Regions from separate parts of the Mus musculus genome. Here region 1 is linked to region 2. The links are chromatin contacts, called in public Hi-C maps. All regions are on one chromosome and are shown on one strand. Each heading gives the region's core, a stretch centred on a gene start, on an enhancer-like site or on the middle of the called end of the contact. The rest is flanking DNA. Distances are from core to core; before and after follow the strand shown. Region 1 has its middle 8.5 kb from the start of Gm31559. Region 2 has its middle 31 kb from the start of D730003K21Rik.

What was found. Hi-C and Micro-C count contacts between places; a contact is called where the count stands out from the background.
Region 1: a contact with region 2 is called in a Hi-C map of muscle stem cells, with 2.7 times the contacts expected there. The contact joins two enhancer-like sites. A contact is called at or near these places in 2 of 15 datasets of contacts at CTCF or cohesin (CD8 T cells and pro-B cells), 13 of 484 Hi-C or Micro-C datasets (CD4 T cells, CD8 T cells, Th1 cells and 7 more), 5 of 115 datasets of contacts at active chromatin or transcription factors (CD8 T cells, the HPC-7 cell line, extraembryonic endoderm stem cells and 1 more) and 1 of 9 other capture datasets (adipose tissue).

What each region holds. Positions count from the first base shown.
Region 1 is chr9:116,383,021-116,385,729 of GRCm38.p6, reverse strand. No RefSeq gene overlaps it. Among named protein-coding and RNA genes, the nearest start is that of Gm31559, 8.5 kb to the left of the region's middle. Within about 2 kb of position 1,314, at least 220 of the 459 cell types and tissues checked have an H3K27ac peak or open chromatin away from gene starts, as enhancers often do. A contact at or near this core is called in CD8 T cells, Th17 cells, Th2 cells and 1 more, where this site is marked.
Region 2 is chr9:116,295,135-116,297,834 of GRCm38.p6, reverse strand. No RefSeq gene overlaps it. Among named protein-coding and RNA genes, the nearest start is that of D730003K21Rik, 31 kb to the left of the region's middle. Within about 2 kb of position 1,329, at least 17 of the 459 cell types and tissues checked have an H3K27ac peak or open chromatin away from gene starts, as enhancers often do. A contact at or near this core is called in CD8 T cells, Th17 cells, Th2 cells and 1 more, where this site is marked.

The sequences.
Region 1 (2,709 bases), core at 65-2,564, 88 kb before region 2:
CAGGGTGCGTAGCCTGCAGCCAGGAGCTTTTCTGATAAAAGAAAAATTATATAGTAACAGACCCTGGTCCTTGAGGAGTAGAGAAATTGTCACTGCTCTTTTATGCACTGTGAGTTTTCGCCTAATGTAAACTCCAGCAGTCTTCCAGCTCTCCACCTGCAAGCTAATCAAGGCTCTTTGGTTCTTACAGAGGACAGAGGTTTAATCTTGGCTTCCTGTCCCCAAAGATCTGTCTCTCTGTGTGGCAGAGATCTCATACGGGACCTGGAGCTCTAGAATGATGGTTGCCACGATTTTGGGGTACATATCAGATAGATGCCTTGTGAGCTCCTAACAAGAAGGAAGTGAAGTGTGTGTGTGTGTGTGTGTGTGTGTGTGTGTGTGTGTCCACAGACTATGAGTGGAGGTCAGAAGGCAACTTTGAGAGTTGGGAGACCAAACTTAGGCCATCAGTCTTGGCAGCAAGCACTTTTGTTCATTGGGCAATCTTACTGGTCTTTTACTTAGACTTTCTTTCTTTCTTTCTTTCTTTCTTTCTTCCTTCCTTCCTTCCTTTTTTTTTTTTAATAGAAATAGAAAACCAACTTAATACTGGAGTTCACAATCCTTGATCTATAATGTAACTCATTTTACAAACCCACAATAGCTCTACATGGAATATTTTCTATATTATACTGTATTATCTAGTATATATAATATACTTCCATGTTGGAAGAGCTAAGTAACACCCACAGCAGTTACCACCATGTGTAGCGAGAGATGGGTGGTCTGTTCAGAGCCTCAGAGCTGATTGTGGGGTGTAATCACGAGCCTTCTGCTTTGGGGTCTAACGACGTGTTTGGAAATGTGGGTGTGGCTGACTTCTCCACAGTCTGAAGGTTTCCACTGTTCCAGATGGCCAGTAAGGAATGCGTGGCCCACCTCTGTGGGATTGAGGAAGCTAGGTGGTATTTCTCGGCAAAGAACACAAAGGAAGTTATTTATGACTTATGCGTTCTTTCAGGTACTAGGGGTGTTTGATTGTATTCATAAGTCGTCTATGAAACAAAATAATGTGTTGGAAAAGCAGAGCTCACTCACGGGGATAGTGATTTTCCCGAGACTAGAGTGTCGAATGACCCCTCCGGGGAGTAGAGGCACTGGCTTAGCCCTGGCAATGCTACAATAGCGTGCCTTCTATATCAAGACTCTGAGGCACCAGGCCGTAGAGCCCCGGCTGGCGCACTGTGAGCACAATTTAGAGCTTGTGATGATTTGAATGAGACACATCTCTTAGGCTCCTGTGTTTGAACACGGCCCCAGCTGGTGGCGCTGTTAGGGAGGGTTGTGGAACCTTGTAGGTGGTGAAGCCTCACTGGAGGAAGTGGGTTACTGTAGGCTGGCCTTGAGGTTTTATGAAAGCATTTCCGGTCTCACTTCATTCTCTGCTCCCTAACAGAGAAGGGACCATTCCTAAGAACCAGCTCCCTCAAGATCCTGCCTTCTTGTATTCGCCATCTGGAAGGACTGTTCCCCACTCCCAGCCGTACCCCTACCCCCACCCCCATCCCCACCCCTTAAGCCATGAAGCAAAATAAACTGGTTCTCCTTTAAGCTGCTTTTCGACCAGAGTGAGAAAAGTAATTCAGCAGAACCTAAAGAAAGGTGTCCTGCCAAGCCTGGCCAGTGTGAACAACAGAGCCAGCAGAGCCAGCAGAGCCAGCATTCCTGTGTTAGACTCTCGCCAGCATCTCAGGCATACCCCATCAAGAACTCTCTGCGAGACAGCCCTGCGGAAAGCCGAAGCCGAGCTGGTGTTTCTGGGGGCTACACTGGCACGGAGACATCAGATACCTCCAGAGCACAAGCAGCCAGGCACAAGTGCTCAAGCCAGTTAGAAACAGCGGCAGCGTCTAGGGAGAGGTGGAGTCCCCGGGTTTGTTGTTTTCCCCTATCAAATTTCTTAGAAAATAGTTGAGGTCAGCGTGTGTTTTGTATCACTTGCATGGAATGCAACAAAGAAGGAGGAGACCACTTTAGTATGAGCTTCGGGTGGAGGGATAAATTTTACTCTCTCTTTATGCTGTGGGCAATGTGTTAACATGCCGCTGGCTGAATTACCCTCGACTTAAAACACCTGAAAGCAATAAATCCAAGTCCTATCAGGTGACTCATGGGAAAGGCATGCCGCTCTCCTCTTCCAGTCCACAGTCCGTGAGTGTGCATGCCAACCACCATCACCTGGAGGCTCATTGAAAACGGTCCGCTGTGTTTCTGATTGAGTGTATTTCTGGGCTGGAACGTGGCCCAGGAATTTGCATAGCAAAGGAACTCCCAAGATGATGCTGACATTGCAGCTCTGGGGTCACCCCCTAAGAATCCTTGTCTTAAGTAAGGGGCTAAGTTGCAGAGCAATGGAGACACCACAAAAACCTGACACACTGACACATGTGTCTATGATCCCAGAGCTCGGAAGATGGAGAAGCCAGAAGGGGTGGAGGAGGTGGCAGCCTGAAGATCATAAGGAATAATCTAATACATATCAAGATCAAGGCCCCCCTTGGACAGCCTCAATAATAAACAAACAAATTCACTACCCCCCAAAAAAGGCTCTCTTAAACCCAAGATTACTCACACAATTCTCTTCTCGGGGACATACCAGGGATCCTACCTGTTAAGGTTCACAATATTAGCCCAACATTTAAAACCATTTTTAAGATCCAACAGATA
Region 2 (2,700 bases), core at 80-2,579:
AATCCATGTGTTTTCTTTCTCCAATTAATCTACTTCGTCAACCATGCTGATGTATTAGTCACTTTCTTTGTTCCTGTGGGGATGGGGGGAAATGACAAAAGCAATTTTGAGAAGGGTTGACTTCACCCCATAGTTCATAGTCCATCACTGTGGGGAAGGCACGGCGGCAGGAGCATGAGGCAGCTCGTCAGAGTGCGTCCACAGTCAGAAAGCTCAGAGGAGCGAACACAGTTTACTCTCACCTCTTTCATTCAGCCCTGGACCCCCACCCCATGGAGACGCCCACATTTCAGATGGTTGTTTCCACACTGACTCGCTCAATCCAGAAAATCTTTACAGATATGCACTGCTGTTTGTCTCCTAGATGGTTCCAGATGCTGGCAAGGCGACAGTCAGTGTTAACTATTACAGCCTGGACCAGCGGGGTAAGCTGAGGGGTTTTTGTTTTTGCTTTTTTTTTTTTTTTTTTAAGAATCACCCTCTTTCACTAGGTGGTTATCCCCTCAAGGATCAGGAATTGAATCATGAAACTTGCAGTATACCTTCAGGTCATGTATGCCGGAAGCATCATATAGACTGGAGCAATGGAGAATCCAGAGCAAAGTTTCCTTGGGCATGATATTGGAAGGTCTTTGGGACAAGGTGGCATTGAATCTAAAGAGAGAAGGAAGAAGACACAATCAAGTGGAAAGCTGGGGAGGAAGCGTTTGACATGAAAGAAACAGATATTTCCTGCTGGTGAGAATGAACCTGGTGTGCTTGGGACTCTGGGTGTGTGTGTGTGTGTGTGTGTGCGCGCGCGCGCGCGCGTGCACGTGTAAATGCCATTATCACTATAGTATCCTGGACAAAGGGTCAGTATGACATGACATATCTGATCAACCTCCAAAGCCACGGGCCAAAAACTATGCATGAGCCAAAAAGACACCCTTGCTCTCCCTGTACCTGTTGAGATGATGGGATTCCCAGAGAGGCATTTCCTGGTCCTAAAATCTTAATACAAGATATATCTTAGACTGCTTCCTCTTACTTTTCATGTGCTTCTGTAGGGACTGGCTTCCTCTGCATCAGACGAACAACCTTAATTCTATTCCAACTGATTTTAAGGAGCTCACAAAACAAGAAGAGGCAAAGAAACAGTGAATATGACTTTTCCTCCATGAGAGTATGAGAGTCAAGGCAGTGTGACAGGACTGACATCCCGGCTGGGTTCTGATGGACAACGGTGGCCATGAGAGGAGGGAAGGAGAGGAGACATCTCTTAGGCAGCAGCTGTTTAAGTCAGTCTGAGTCCATCGACACGGCCTGTTCCAAGAACCTTGAGTCATCTGTGGGTGAGCGGGAAGAGCCACTTCATACAGATAGCTATGAGACACACAGATCCTGAGGCCCCAACTCTGTAACCCAGGGCTCCTGTGCAAACCCCATCCAAGTTCATGGTCAGGGCAGAGTTCACCGGCTAGTCTAATCAACAGGCGTCTGTGTTTAGTCTTCTTTAGTGTTTAAAAAATTCAGTCTGGTGGCAATATTAAAATCTGGGGAATTTTCAGGTCTCCTTTGGAGAAATGCGTACTTGTATCTTTAGCCATTTTTAAGCTGAGTTTTTCTTTCTATTGAGAGATAGGCATTTCTTGCACCTGCAATAGTGACCTTCCTGACATCTGGCCTGCAACTCTTTCCTCTGTGTCGTTGGTTCGCTCCATGTCGTGAATGTGACAGAGTTGTGGCTGTTTGTTGTTACATTCTGAGCTTTAGATATTACAGCCAGAACAAGACTAGAGAAGCTTTCCCCAGTCTCTTCTGTGATCTGAGATCTTATGTTGAAGTCTTCAGTCAATTTTAAGTTGATGCCTTTGTGAGTTCAGTGTCATGCCAAACATGTGGCTGTATGGTCCCTGCCATCGTTATTGTGAATTGCATTCTTTGGTGGGTAAGTTCTTCATTTTCACAAGCACGAGTTCACTGGCCTCTTCCTTCCTTGGCAGGGCTGTTTTAGCCTGTTCTTCATTTCTATTCTTGCATTCTTCATTGTTTTATTATTTTCACACCTACCTGAATATCAGTTATATTTTCATAGGGACTTATACCCTGTGATTATAACCAACACATCCATTAACTATATATTTAATATGACTTATTATACTATATGTTTCTAAGATCTATAAGGGCAATGCTTCAATTTAACCTTAACAGAGGTGCTGTTAATATTTCAGGTAAGAAAACCTTTTGTTGATATTTTCTATTAATTCTTTTTTTTTAATCTAGAGAGGTAATTTTTTACTGAAATAGGTTAAAATGTTCTTCAAACTGTGAATATTTTGACTTTATCAAACATCTGCATTTATGAAGATAATTACAATTTCTTCTTGATTTTTAAAAATACTTTTTTGTTTTTGTTTTTTTCGAGACAGGGTTTCTCTGTATAGCCCTGGCTGTCCTGGAACTCACTTTGTAGACCAGGTTGGCCTCAAACTCAGAAATCCGCCTGCCTCTGCCTCCCGAGTACTGTGATTAAAGGTGTGCGCCACCACACCCGGCCTTGTTGATTAGTGTTCTTAACGATGAACCACCTGACGTTTCTGAAATCTCGCCCACTTGCATGTGGTGCTTTCAGATCATTGTTGGGTGTTATTGGAAAAGGGATTGTCAAAGGCTTTTCTATCAATGAGCATGAAAGAGTTTGACCTGCAGTGTCAGTCT